Linked DNA regions of Mus musculus: regions 2, 3 and 4 are each linked to region 1. Evidence: chromatin contacts called from public HiChIP or PLAC-seq, Micro-C and promoter capture Hi-C data. All regions are on one chromosome and are shown on one strand. Each heading gives the region's core, a stretch centred on a gene start, on an enhancer-like site or on the middle of the called end of the contact. The rest is flanking DNA. Distances are from core to core; before and after follow the strand shown.

What was found. Promoter capture Hi-C pulls out the DNA fragments that hold promoters and counts their contacts. A called contact is a pair of places that touch in the nucleus more often than the background predicts. HiChIP or PLAC-seq counts read pairs in DNA pulled down with a chosen protein or histone mark.
Region 2: a contact with region 1 is called in an H3K4me3 HiChIP or PLAC-seq map of craniofacial prominence, with 5 times the contacts expected there. The contact joins the enhancer-like site here to the promoter of Ccdc14 in region 1. A contact is called at or near these places in 5 of 39 promoter capture datasets (the 3T3-L1 cell line, cranial neural crest, frontonasal cranial neural crest and 2 more), 1 of 15 datasets of contacts at CTCF or cohesin (the NIH/3T3 cell line), 2 of 484 Hi-C or Micro-C datasets (nephron progenitors and pancreatic cancer cells), 6 of 115 datasets of contacts at active chromatin or transcription factors (cardiomyocytes, craniofacial prominence, embryonic basal ganglia and 3 more) and 2 of 9 other capture datasets (adipose tissue and pancreatic islet).
Region 3: a Micro-C map of embryonic stem cells shows a contact between it and region 1, with 2.3 times the contacts expected there. The contact joins the promoter of Adcy5 here to the promoter of Ccdc14 in region 1. A contact is called at or near these places in 2 of 39 promoter capture datasets (hippocampal neurons and liver), 1 of 484 Hi-C or Micro-C datasets (embryonic stem cells) and 1 of 115 datasets of contacts at active chromatin or transcription factors (embryonic stem cells).
Region 4: a promoter capture Hi-C map of the SN4741 cell line shows a contact between it and region 1, with 4 times the contacts expected there. The contact joins the enhancer-like site here to the promoter of Ccdc14 in region 1. A contact is called at or near these places in 6 of 39 promoter capture datasets (the SN4741 cell line, cranial neural crest, frontonasal cranial neural crest and 3 more), 1 of 484 Hi-C or Micro-C datasets (nephron progenitors), 5 of 115 datasets of contacts at active chromatin or transcription factors (embryonic basal ganglia, embryonic forebrain, embryonic limb bud and 2 more) and 2 of 9 other capture datasets (adipose tissue and pancreatic islet).

The regions. Positions count from the first base shown.
Region 1 is chr16:34,688,673-34,692,181 of GRCm38.p6, reverse strand. Ccdc14 (coiled-coil domain containing 14) reads right to left here and starts at 1,566. Exons shown (of 13, transcript NM_172824.3): 1 at 1,351-1,566. The coding sequence starts at 1,524. Gm35150 (a long non-coding RNA gene) reads left to right here and starts at 1,476. Exons shown (of 4, transcript XR_876043.1): 1 at 1,476-1,544.
Region 2 is chr16:34,276,701-34,280,057 of GRCm38.p6, reverse strand. All of the region lies in intron 10 of Kalrn (kalirin, RhoGEF kinase), which reads left to right. Among named protein-coding and RNA genes, the nearest start is that of Gm41448, 160 kb to the right of the region's middle. Within about 2 kb of position 1,502, at least 6 of the 459 cell types and tissues checked have an H3K27ac peak or open chromatin away from gene starts, as enhancers often do. A contact at or near this core is called in craniofacial prominence, where this site is marked.
Region 3 is chr16:35,153,037-35,156,299 of GRCm38.p6, reverse strand. Adcy5 (adenylate cyclase 5) reads right to left here and starts at 1,436. Exons shown (of 21, transcript NM_001012765.5): 1 at 1-1,436. The coding sequence starts at 201.
Region 4 is chr16:34,235,528-34,238,639 of GRCm38.p6, reverse strand. The region is part of intron 14 of Kalrn (kalirin, RhoGEF kinase); the gene reads left to right. Among named protein-coding and RNA genes, the nearest start is that of Gm41448, 120 kb to the right of the region's middle. Within about 2 kb of position 1,424, at least 25 of the 459 cell types and tissues checked have an H3K27ac peak or open chromatin away from gene starts, as enhancers often do. A contact at or near this core is called in the SN4741 cell line, where this site is marked.

The DNA of each region.
Region 1 (3,509 bases), core at 317-2,816:
GGGTCACCTTAGCTCTACTTTAAGTGGTTTGGGTTTTTTTGAGACTGGATCTCACTGTTATTCAAGTTGGCCTTGAGCTCATGATCCTCCTGCCTCGGGTTCCCAAATACTAGGGCTACACTTGTGCACTGTCGTGCTCGGCTTATTTTCTGAGGAAGCTATACTAGTTATATTCTCACCAGGACTATACAAGAGTACCAATTTCTCAACACCATCACCAATACTTATTTTGTGATAGAAAATATTTTAACTTCCATTTCTTTGATGACTACAGCATATTTCCCTAGACATATTGACAACATGCAACCATTCAAAAAAGGAAGTCTCAAGACAGGGTTTTTTTTTTGGGGGGGAGGGGGGAGTGCAAAATATACATTAGCAAGAAAGACAACATTATAGGTATGTTGTTAAATGGTGGGAAACAAAGTAAAACCCCAAGTCTACTATATGCCAAGTGCTTTCTAAATCTCCAAGACAGAGATGAAATATTCTAGTAGTAGACTAGCACCAGGTCCAACATGAAGTGATTTGTGGAAGATTGCAAGATGCGGAAGGTGGCCTGAAGCACGCCCAACTAGCGGAGATGTGATGGTGTTGGAAAAATATTCTAGAGACGGTTCTTGACATGAGGGCTAGAAGGAAAATAGAATTAACAGGCCCACCATAATTTGAAAAGACGTGGGAGCACGAAAGGTCAGAACGCCCAGGGCACAGCAGGGCTAAAACTAGTTTAGCTCTATTGGACCTGATTGGATGGGGCGGGAACTGCAAAGGATCCAAAATGGCTCTGTTCCAAGCCAAATGTGTATCTTGAAAATGGGTTTCCCTGTCGTACTTGGAGCAGTTACTAGAGAACATCAAGAGTCACGCGTTTGAGAACGGAGGGCGGGTACAGCCACTTACTGGGAGACTCCAACAACAGAGACAGAAGATCAGTTAAGAGAAGCACCGAGAAGCTGAATCCGGGGAGAGGATTAACTCAAGCTAAGATCCTAAGAACTTCTCTGATAGAGATGTTATTAGGCAGTCGGACAAATGACCAAGTCGGGCAAATTACTGGCTTTGTAGAGGCACAATTGCTGGATAACTACGTAATATTGGAAACAACTGCAAAGCACAGAGCGGGAAGGAGGTCACTGCACTGGTGATAAAGGCTGGGCTTCGAACCCGGGGTCTGACACCAAACTGCGCTCTGGAAGACTGGCACGGCCGCCCTGAATAAAGCATTCATCTAGGGACGTCCTCACCACTTCGGGCGCGCCGCAGTTACTATTTTTTTTCTAGCACCTTCCTAAATCCCCCTCGCCTCTCGCCACCCCACAGTGGACTCATCAGGTCCGCAGCCCTCACCTGGCCCGGTCGAGATCCGGACCTGACCATTTCTCTCAGCCTCAGAAGAGCCCAGGCGTAGGGAAACGAATACTTGAGAAAAAAAGAATTAACCGCCGAGATGTCCGGACCTCCCTTGTCCCGCCCCCTGAGCTTCCGCTTCCGGGAAGAAGGCCGCGGACCGCCGGGACTCATAGCCTCCTTGGCGCTAAAAGGTTTTCCTTCGGGTCGGAACCTGGAGCCCTGGGCGTGCGCAACAGACTCCGCGTGCTCCAGCTTGCCACGCCCAGGCGGAGAGTGGGAGAGGCCAACAGACGGCCCGGGGGGCGGGGCGGACGCGGGGGCGGGGCCTGATGTGGGCGGGGCCTTGCGGGAGGGGCGGGGCGAGGAACTCGTTGGCTTTGCAGCATTCTTCAAACTGGTTGAAGTGGGAACCAGGGCCTGCTAGCCCATTGGGTAAAGGACTACCGCTGGATTTCAGAAGCTTTGTGTACTGTTTTAAGTGTATTTGTTCTTGAGAGTCAATAGAAATCTAACCTGAACAGTGTTCAATGGTTTGGCTGTCTACTTTTTCTATCGAGATAATTGCTGTTGATAAAGGATGGCAGTATTTTTTACCACTGATAGCTGCACTAAATAGAGAATGGTGTTTGAGACACTATATTTGGGATTGTTTTAAATCAAGTTGGAGAGAAATTAACCCGGTTGACTCTTCTTTCTATGGTAAGATGGCTACCTTTGTTAAAAAAAAAAAAAAAAAAAAAAAGGGTTGTGTTGATTTTAAAACCCTGGGACCTGTAGAGACTTAGTGGATAAGAGCAACTCTTGCCCTTGCAAAGAACTCAGGTTGGATACCCACAGGTAGTGGGTCACAACCATGTGACTCCAATTTCAGAAGATCTAGTACTCTCTTCTGCCTCCTCAGGCACCAGTTGTACAAGTGGTACTCACATATGCATACGACATTTTAAAGAAGGATATATATGTATACACACGCGCGCGCGCATAATTTTGCTTGGCCTGAAACTTACAATGTAGACCATACTGGTCTGAAATTCACAAAGACCCTCCTGTTTTTGCCTACCTAATGCTGGTGCTAAAGGTGTATGCTATCACACCCTACTTAAATAAACCTTTTTTAAAAAATGAATTTAAATGGGGCTGGAGAGATGGCTTAGTGGTTAAGAGCACTGACTGCTCTTCCAGACATTCTGAGTTCAATTCCCTGCAATCACATGATGGCTCACAACCATCTGTAATAGGATCTGATGCCCTCTTCTGGTGTGTCTGAACAGCTACAGTGTACTCACATATATAAAATAAATAAATAATTCTTTTTAAAAAAATTAGTTAAAATGTAGCTGAATAGGTAGCACATAAGTTAAGAGCACTAGATACAACTGCAGAGGATCTGAGTTCAATTCCTAGCATCAGCTCACAGCTGTCTACAACTTCAGTTCCAGGGAATCCAGTGCGCTTTTCTGGCCTCTGGTCCCCAGCATGTAGTACACAGACATACACACAAGGAAAACATCTATACATGTAAGAATTTAAAAATAAATAAAATAAAAATATATACATTATATAAATAAAATTATATGCATATATATACACATATACATATTCCACAAGTAAAATCTTCCCATCTGTATAGTAAACACTCCAAGTGGAGGGATTTTAGTATTAGTTGTGTTGGCCACAAGGCAGCATGTTCCCCAGGATACTTATGAATGCCACCTAAAACAAATCTTAAATCTTACTTAAAATGATGAGGTGAAGGTTTTGCAATTTATTTTTAGTAGCTCTGTCTTAGTCAGGGTTTCTATTCCTGCACAAACATCATGACCAAGAAGTAGTTGGGGAGGAAAGAGTTTATTCAGCTTACACTTCCATACTGCTGTTCATCACCAAGGAAGTCAGGACTGGAACTCAAGCAGGTCAGGAAGCAGGAGCTGATGCAGAGGCCATGGAGGGATGTTCTTTACTAGCTTGCTTCCCCTGGCTTGCTCAGCCTGCTCTCTTATAGAACCCAAGACTGCCAGCCCAGAGATGGTCCCACCCACAAGGGGCCTTTCCCCCTTGATCACTAATTGAGAAAATACCCCACAGCTTGATCTAACGGAGGTACTTCCCCAACTGAAGCTCCTTTCTCTGTGATAACCCCAGCCTGTGTCAAGTTG
Region 2 (3,357 bases), core at 253-2,752, 410 kb after region 1:
AAAGCAAATGCTAGGCAAACACATGGCCTGTGGGGTTTACGTAGGAATTGATAGACAGCTGTCCTTCTGTAGTCTAGGGACCCGCAACACAAAATTTTGGTTACCTCAGCTCTAATTACATAAGTCAATGGTGTTGCACGTTGTAGGCTATTTTGTACACTATATCTTAGACTCAATAATGCCAAATTCAGACTGAAATAGCTCTGGTGGACTTTAGTCCATCACATGCCTAGAATTTGAAAATATCACCCAGGGAGGAGGCAGTGTGAAAGTCTAAAACGGGAATTTCAATGCCATGTGATGGACTCACTCCATTTTCATCTCTCTTCTCCCTGAGGCTTGAACTCTGTCTAAAATTATGTGTGTGGGTCATTCTCATTTGCTTAAAAAGTTATAGCTATGGAAGAAAGGGTTATTTAGATATAGACTTTGTATTGGACCTTTTGTTAGTGTTAGAAAATTCCTGACAGAATAAAATAGAGAAAGTTTATTATAGCCTTCAGTTTCTGAGTTCTGCTGCTTCTGTGTTGGAAAGCAGAGCATCATGGGAAGCAGGGCAAAGATGGCCGGCCAAGAAGCACAGAGAGAGCACTTCTATACTCAAGGGCTTTCTCTCACCCCTTTTCGTTGCATCCCTGGATACAGGCTGTGGGATAGTGATGCCCTCTTCCCTCCTTAGGTGATCCTCTCCGGAAACATCCTCACAGGTAGTCTGCCTTCTGATCATCTAGGTGTCTTTCAACCTAATCAGACTGTCATTCATACCTTGGATGTGGTCCACCTGCAATCGCCATCACTCTGGTGAAAGTTCTGCGTTTATAAGGTTAGAAAGAGTCGCAGTTTGGGATTTATTTTAAAAAATCATATCCTATCATGGCTTCAGGGTACCCAGTGAGGCACCAGGTGACTTGAACACAGGACAGAGTCCTAGGTTCCACTTTTCTTTGTTTTGTCTCTTCCATGAAAGCCATTGGATCCGTTAGTACCATGCTCCCCACCCCCGTCCACAAATGCCAACTACAGATCCTTCCTACTTTCTTCCCTGTATGGGGAATAAGTGTCAATGTCAATGGGATGGGTACAGGGATTGGGGCATGTGGGTAGAAGGCCTAGAGCTACCCTACCAGTGACATAACCTTGCCAGGCCTCAGTTTCTGCATCTACAAAATGGGAATAATGCCTATTCCATCTTATCTGAACTAGGCATTAAGATAATATATTTAGTATGGCTTCAGTTTCCTTAGAGCACAGAGCAAATGCTAATCGTTATCATTCTTGTTCAAGAGATATTGTGACTGGATGAGATCATGTCTGGAACACATTCACAAAAGACGAACTAAAGATACAGAAGAGATTGATGAGATGGCAGCAAACTGGGAGTTTCCCAAGAGAGGGAATGTGACTCTCAGTCTGACTGAACTCTTGACGCCCTAGGCTACTTCACTGTGGAGGGCCAGGTTCCCAGGCTTGCTCACTGGATTAGCTGGAATTCGATCCACATTCTAAAGCTAAGGCTAATGATGTGTTGAGCAAGGCTCTTCTTTGTTCTCACGTTTCTGTAAGTTGGGTCAGGGAGACTCTGGGGGCAAAGCAGTTGCAAATGGAAACAATATGGTGCTTTGTACTGGGGGCAGCAGGTCTCTTTCCTCTGTCTTCCTCCCTCCCTGCTCCCTTCCCATCCTGCCTTCAGTCTTGGACACTGTAGGTGGGGGGTGCTGAACCCACAGTGATCACCTCATCTGGCCTCTCTGACTCCTGAACCATAGTTGTCTGAGGACAGGAGAGAGAGCTCAGCAGCCAGTGTTCCTTCACTAGCCTAGCTGGACCACCCCTCCTTGTCTCCTCTTAACCTGTGACCAAGGCTCCTCTGACTGTTGGGCTTGTCCTCTGCTGAAAGATGACTGCCTGTGGCCTCATATTTTAGACTTTAAAGTTGGCCCCAAAGCACATTTCCTACTGAAAAGTGCCCCCAGGCTTCCCTGGCTTGCCCTGGTAGCTCCTTTACCTAGCATGCCCCTGGTGTTAGATTACCAATTTGTACTTCGTGTCATACCTCATTCCTTTCATGTCCTTAGAGAGTGAACTGTTCTACATAATTTAATTTTATAGAGAGCTAAGACTTCACCCTGGTGAATTTCTACTCTCATTTTTACTGATGGAAAATAATACACAGTTCTAATGTACAGTCTGTGCCTTACATACAGACTATTGTATGCATACCTCTCTTCGTGGTGCTGTAGGCCCACACACTAATTTCTGTGATGAGTAGAGAGCCTGCCAAGGCCCAGCATAGAGGCTAAGGCTGTTCTTCAGTGAGGGTTCCTTCCAATGCAGCAATGCAGTTCTCAGTCCAGTTGAATCCAGTTCCTGCGGCTATGTATGTCAGTCCTTGGAGGTTCTAAAGCAGCTCCCGTTCCCATAGCCATGTTTCAGGTGATGATGATGTTTTCAATAACTATCATATTTTATTTATTTAATATGTCTTTGCGTGAGCACATGTGCCCATGCACACTCTTATGCATACATGTAGAGATCAGAGGACAACTTGCCAGAGTTAACTCCTTTCTTCCATCCCAGGGATCAAACTAAGGCTAACAGACTTGATACCTTACCTGCCTGATGGCCCATGGTAATGATAATTTTTAACAGTATCTATGGGGCGCTGGTCGTGGGGAAATAAAAGGGGTAGGAGAGATGACTCAAGTCCCACCAGAGCTCTGGGGCTTTGGATGGGCAGATTCAGTGAGGGGGGGGGCTGCCACATGCTCTCTACACTGCTGAGTGGGCGTCTGGCTGTGGGTCAGAGAACCTCAGTCCAAGGGGGTGGAGAGGGAGCAGTCAGGGTCCCTGAGCCTCATGGAGTCCAGGGACAACAGGTTCTAGCTCTTGGGCATCGCAGGACGTTGCTAGACACCACGGAAGAGCTGAGAACGAAGTGAGGGCCTCAGTCAGCCCCGGAGAAGAAGGGAGAAGGGGCAAGGGGAGAAGGCACTAGGTGGTTCCCATGAGGGCGAGAGTCTTTGGTCTGGTCTGGTGGCTGGAAATGCTGGGAGGTCTTCCTGTGGGGGATTAGAAGAGGCGCTTTAGGGAAAGGTCTATTCCATTGTTCTAGCATGGTGGATCTTGATGAGCAGAGACAGTCCATGGTTTTAGAGCTTTATTGTAGAAAAGCAGAGAGAGAGAGAGAGAGAGAGAGAGAGAGAGAGAGAGAGAGAGAGAGAGAGAAGAGTAAAAGGGCAGGGGGTGGCCATGGTCACGTGAAGAGAAGGGAAGAAGGGAGGGGGAGAGAGGAAGCAAGAGGGCTAGAGAGAAAGCAAGAGAAGCAAGAAAGTGAGGAGGGGCCAAGCAGCCCCTTTT
Region 3 (3,263 bases), core at 187-2,686, 460 kb before region 1:
CTGCTGCTGTTGTGGGGTCACCGCTCCCCCAGATCTCTTGGTGGAGCCGCGGGTTGATCCCCCGGGGGCGTGGGGGTAGCCATTGGCGCGGGAATCGGCTTCTCCCCAAGCGGCGCGATGCTCCGGGCCTCCCCGGGGCGCTGGCGACGCCGCTGTCTGTGCAGCGTAGCCCGGGGGGCTCACGCTTTTGGAGCCGGACATCCCCCCCTCGGCCTCGTCGTCTTCTTCCTCTTCCCCCGGGGGCCGGGCCGGGGGTCTCCAAGGAGAGGGCGGACAGCCAAGCAGGGGGACCAGGCTAGGGTCACACGTCGAGGGAGGCCCGGGGCCCTGCGCAGCAGCGGGACATCGTGGCACCCCCGTCCTGAGCGGTGGAGGACAACGGGAAGGCTAGCGGGGAGACAGCGCAGCCCCGAGGTGAGAAGTAGCTACGAATTAGAGTCCAGAGTCCCAGGTCCGAGACGGAGTTGGCTCCGAGCGGTGGCAGTGGGGACAGCTCTGACTGCTGCGCCGGACGCAGAGATGTCCGGACTCCTGGCTCGCGTCGAGCTCAGGCTGGGAGTTGAGGAGCAGGCGGGACGGAGAGGTGTCCTTGCGGGCGGCGCCTCTCCGAAGCTGGCAGTTCCCGGGCGCGGCGCTCGTGGCTTTTGCCTAAGCCGAGAGCAGCGACTCTCCCAGCAAGGTGGCGGCGAGGGCGGCTCGGCAGGGGTCCCGGCACGGAGACGCAGCGGGTGCCCTTTGCTCGCAGCGCACTGGGAGCGACTGGGAGGTGCAGGCTCCTGCCAGCATTATTTTCTTACGAGGGGTGGGGAGGTGGGATGGGGGGTGGAGAGGACGGGGGAGGGGGCGGCGGGCGGAGCAAGAGCTCCGGAGCCCCGGGGAGGAGGGTCCTGGAGCCCGGGGGGGCCGTCGCCCGCATCCCCCACCTCCGGAGGCGCGAGTGGGAGCGTGGCCCCCGCGAAAGGCGAACAGAGCCTCCGGCGTGCCCGCGCAGGGGGCGGGGGCGAGGACCGGCTCCTGCGGTGCGGCCCTTCCCCTCTCGTCTCCTCCTGTCCCCCAGACCCAGCAGGCCGGCCCGTTCCGGCAGGTCCCGAGGGTTGAGTCGCTAGCTCCGCAAGCCCTGGGTTCCTCGTTGCCGGCGGCTGGCCCACCGTAGCCGAGCGCAGAACCACTACGCGGAGGGCGGAATCCGGCGCAGCGCCGCCGCCGTTCTGCCCCAACGCAGGCGGGCTTCTCCCGGGGACCACGGCATCCAGCGATGGAGGGCTGCGGCTCAACAGCAGCCGGCCGATAAGGGCCGGCCGAAGAGCCGCGGCGCCCCGGGGGCGCTCCCGAGGGGCCCGAGGGAGCCCGGCTCCGGGCGCGCCATGCACGCCTCGGGCCCTGCGCCGCTCCGGCCGCTCGCGCCGCTCCTCCCTTCTCGCCCGCTCGCCGCCGCCGCCGCCGGAGCGCCCTCCGCATCCCCTCCTCCCGCCGCCTCCCCGCCCCCCGCGCCGCTCGGGCCTCGGCTCACAGCGGCGTGCGGCCGCCTCCGCCCTCTGCCCTGCCGCCGCCCGCGTCCTGGCCCCGGCACCCCGCGAACATACTCAAGCCGGGCCCGGGAGCCGCAGGGACCCCCGCTCCCCTTCCTCACCTATATTTTCACTGCGCCCCTCCCTCCCTGGTGCCTGGAGCCGGGTCAACGGGCGGATCCCTCGTCGGACCTGGGTAGCGGGCAATCCACCCCCGATCGGGTCCTGCGACCCCAGTCCTATCTCCCCTCTTTTTATTACCCTTTTCTCCCCCACCCCCATTCAGCCCAACTTCAGCTACGGTGCTGCTCCCCCCTTCTCTGGTCCGGCTCTATTGGCCGCTTCCAGAGCTGTCAGACTCGAGTCCGGCGCTCTTATTGGGCGATTCTGTGGCCCGGCGACGGTGCCAACGGAGGGCGCGCCGGGTGGGGGGCGCCCCGACCGCTACTGCCGCAGGGAACTGGAGACAGAGTCCCTAGAGAGGACGGAGGGACCCAGAGCCAGACCCGGAAATGAACTAGGGAGATGCAGAGACTGAGGATGTCTGGGGCACAGAAAGACAGCGATGGAAAAGATGGAGTTGCTAGCAGTGGGTGAGGCCGATGCAGCCAGGGTGGGGCGAGCAGGACCACTTTGGAGCATAGTTACTAAGAGGAAACACCACTGACAGCTGTGGGAACACCTGGCGTTTATAAGGAGCCCTTTGCCTGTTCATGTGTTTTAAATCCCATGTGGTTCTAGTAACAGCCATGGGCTCGGATGGGGGACAGGGCCTGTGTAGCTATTTCCTATTTGCAAATGTGGAAACTGAGGCTCTAAGAACTTAGCCAACTTGGAATACACCACACAGGTCTCCTAACCCACAATCCAAAGATCTTTTCTTCAGTGCTACGCTGGCTTCCACACCTACCCAGATGCTCCCACAGGCAAGCTAGTCTCCTTGCCAGTCAGGGAAGCAAAAATGACCCTTCTGGGAACTCCTGAATAAAGGCAAGGGTAGACAAGAGTAGACAGCTGAGTAGAAGATCTGGGTCTGTCTGCCTCTTCAGCTCCCTTGACCCCCTAAGCTGTCCTAACCGGAGTTCTGGCAGTTTTGCTTGGGGAGGGTGACTTGTATGCTGTCAGCCCCTTCATCCTTCTGCCGTCCTCCAAAGTTGACAAGAAGCCTAGAGGTCCACATCCTCCTCCACTGCTCATCTCCTTGGCAACTGAAGATAAACCTTGCCAGAGCTGCAAACCGGGAGGAGAGAAAAAAAGAATTCCAAGGGATCTGCGTAAACGGGATCTTGAGTAATCCTCCAGCCTTTGAGTAATCTATGGTTGGCTAAGTAGTAAAAGCAACACGAACCTAGCCAGCCAAACCCTATCGCGCTGGAAACTTGCAAAGCATTGTACCGGGCTGGATGCTACCAGGAAAAGACAGCAAACTGGGTCTGGAACTCGTGTAATCAGGGAGGGAGCAAAGCTGGCCAGCCCCTCTGGCTCAGCCACACTCACTAGGCAACAGGATTCCAAGAGCCTGTCAGTGTACGGCAAAAACCATTGTTTCCCTCTGTGAGTACCAAATCGATTCTGGGGGTGCAATCTAGGTCCAGCAGGGAAAGAAGATGGGCAATATTTGTTAAGCTTCTTGGTACTGTAGGGATATTCTATTGTCAGTGTCAAACACCAATAAGAGAACAGATTTAGTTGTGATCTTAATTGGTTTTTCTTTGTGATTTGGGAATCAAGCAACAGCTCGTTCTGGGTAATAGA
Region 4 (3,112 bases), core at 175-2,674, 450 kb after region 1:
CTCCAGATGAATCCAGTGTGAACTATGTTGACAGCATCAGTCCAGTAACATTCAAAATACCATCTTTTCTAACAACATACATTAAGTACATAAGTGTCACTAGGTTTTATATTTATAAGACACAGCAATTTCATCAGCAATCACCACTATATTCTCGCTAATTTCCCTCAAGAAAAAGGACAATTTGGGAAAAGAGTATTTGGAACTGACAAAATGCCAGACATCATATATCTATCCAGGTCCTTACAGCAGCCGTAGGTTATCATTCCCATTTTACAGATGAGGAGAGTGGGGCTTGGGGAAAGGTACAGAGCCAAGACGATTACCATTACCAGGTTTCAGAGCATAGCCTCAAACCTGAGCCTGTCCCTCCTCAGGGCTCTCCACCATCCTGCACAAACCCACTTCGCCCCCAAAGAGCTCTGCTTGCTCACTGGTCAGAGCAATGCATGAGCAATATGAGCCAAGAACAGGGGGAGAAGAGGCAGTGGCCAAGTGGAGCAAACATGGCCCCAGCATCTGAGAGCCTACATTCCAGTGACAATGTGAGCAAGGTGTAAGAAGCCATCCTTGAGAGGGAACTGAGCCAGTTCCCTGTCAGGGGGACACTGAAGAGAAAAGAAATGAGAATACATTCACTCTCTGAGAAAAAGACAACCTGTCTTTCTGCATTATTACTGGGAGTAATTTTTATTGTTGGGGACATCATTACTGTCCCTAAGCAGGACAGGTAAGTCTATCATTAAATTGAGGGCAGTGTTATCAACAAAAGCAAACTCTACTCAGAGGTGATGTCTGGAGATGGACCAGTTGGTAGGGTTTAACTGGAACTCACACCGATGACTGGGAGCAGAGGAAGGAAGAGTGTGGAATGGGCACCTCTAGGTGTGGCCAGGATAAGTCTGTATGCTCCTCTCATCCCCTCCCCCTGTATTTGAGATTGTGGAGATGCAGTAGGCGCCCTCTTCATCCCTGTAGTCCTGGACACATTATATAAGACAGTAACAAGAGAAACAAACAGAATTGCACAGCCTGGGTCTTGGGGCTCTCAACGACATACTGAGCAAGCTTTCTTGCTGAGTCACTAACTCTGAGCAGCCATTCACACGTACAGTGGCAGGGTTCAGTCACCTGCCTGCTAGAGAAAGACAAAGCCCAGCGCTCTGAATCCTAGGGATGTGGTGAAGCCAAGGTTGTCTGGAACAGAGCCACACTGTAACTGCGGAGAAGCGGAGATGGGTCTGAAATTACATTTCCTGAAAGTCAGCACAAGGTCAGAGTTATCCTCCTATCCCCCGATCCCCTTTACCCTACCCCCTGCTAACCCTGACCCCCAACGTGGGCAAGCCACAGGGAGTAGAAATTGCTTCAGTTCTTTTTATTTCAGTCCAGAAGATGCTCTACCTACCGCACCCTTCTGGTGACTGAAAATAGTAGGCAGAGGGGTTGGCTGCCAAAAGAACAAGCCGTTCTCTTCCATCTCCCACAGATATTTCAGGAGCTGGGACTTGGAATTATGAAACTCACAGAAAAAAATAAACATAAAAAGATACTGAAATTATTATCATGTAACACCAGAAAATATTTTTCCCACTCTCCCATATTGTCCTTATATAAAACTCTATTTTTGCCTCCAGAAATGAGTTTCCCCTCGTGTGGGCGGACTTGCCTGTGCTTCCCAGATGCAGATGCCAGAGTGCCGGAGACAGGGATGAGTTTCCAGTGGTGTGTCAGGGTAATGGAAGCATCTCTCAGTGAAGATTGATTTTGTAGGTGGCCATATGTTACGGTTGATGTGCTCCTTTGGGAATTTATCTGCGAGGATTTTAATGTGAACCCCATTATTAGTTGGATCCCCACTCTTCTGTATCTCACACAGGATATGACCATAAGATTCTCAGCTGCTTTGGGTCACAGATTACAGAATGAGAAATCAGAGCAAAGATGTGGACCGAACAGTGAGGCCACATAGCCAAGTAGAGTCAAGGATCAGAATAGAAGAGCAGCCAGGGTAAGGCTAAATAAGTAGACAATCAATGAAACTCGGGAAACAGCATGGGTCACGGTTTGCATCCTGGACAGGAACCAAGAAGGCATGAATTTAAGAGCACCATCGGAAACTCATCTCTGTCTCTGGCATGCCGGCATCTGCATCTGGAAAGCGTAGACAGCTCTGCCCACAGGAGGGGAGCCAAAAATAGAGTTTTATATGATTCTAACATTCCAGGTTGACTTTGCAACTTAAGACTAAAAGTCTAGCCTCCAGCAAGTGAAGGGATGAGCTAAAGCGAGTCCCTTTATCCCATCTGACATTATCAGTGACCCTCCTAAAGCAGAAATCCAGTTGAGGCAGGCTTCCCTGGACCTGTTGCTGATGGGCAGAGAAGAAAGTGTGCATAACTGCACATCAGGTGTCATGAGAGGGATACAGAAAGATCAAGGCAGGGAGGATGATGAGGGAGGACCGAGCCTTTGGTTGGTGGGTACTGACTGCAGCTGTGCTCCAGGCTGATTGTTGTCTAGGTTGGGAGCTATGTTCATAAACACTGGAAACACATGTCAGCAAGTGACTGGCCCTAGACCTGCTCTGAGTCCGTAGAGTGAAGGGCAAGCTCTGTGTGCGAGCAAAACTTAAAGGTGAAGGTTTTTCTGAATGTGCATGACATTCGTTGTCCCTGTGGTATTGTTGGGAATACTTATCCTGTATATTTGGGAGATAGATAGCATTGATTTCTTAGGAGACCTAAGTCGTTGGCTACTTTCATCTAATCATAAATTATACCTAACTAGTTAGAATAGAACATTCCCTTGGCAGGAGTGCCTAAGACAGGGTCCTTTTGATTTGGCTTTATCATGTCCAAGATGACTCAAGTTTGCTTATGAATCTGGGTGTTGGCAAGTCTCCAAACAGGTGCTGCCAGGAGCTGTCTCTCTTAGGATGGATCTCCAGAGTTACAGCATCCTCTCTTCCACTTATGGAAAGGACCTGGTGTGTTGAAATTTGCTTCCTGGACAAAGGATTCATTCGTCCTAACGAGCTGGCATTGTCCTAAGTGAGGACCGATTACAGGATCTGTCCAGCTGCACTGGGAGCTGTGTTGCAGTTGGCCAA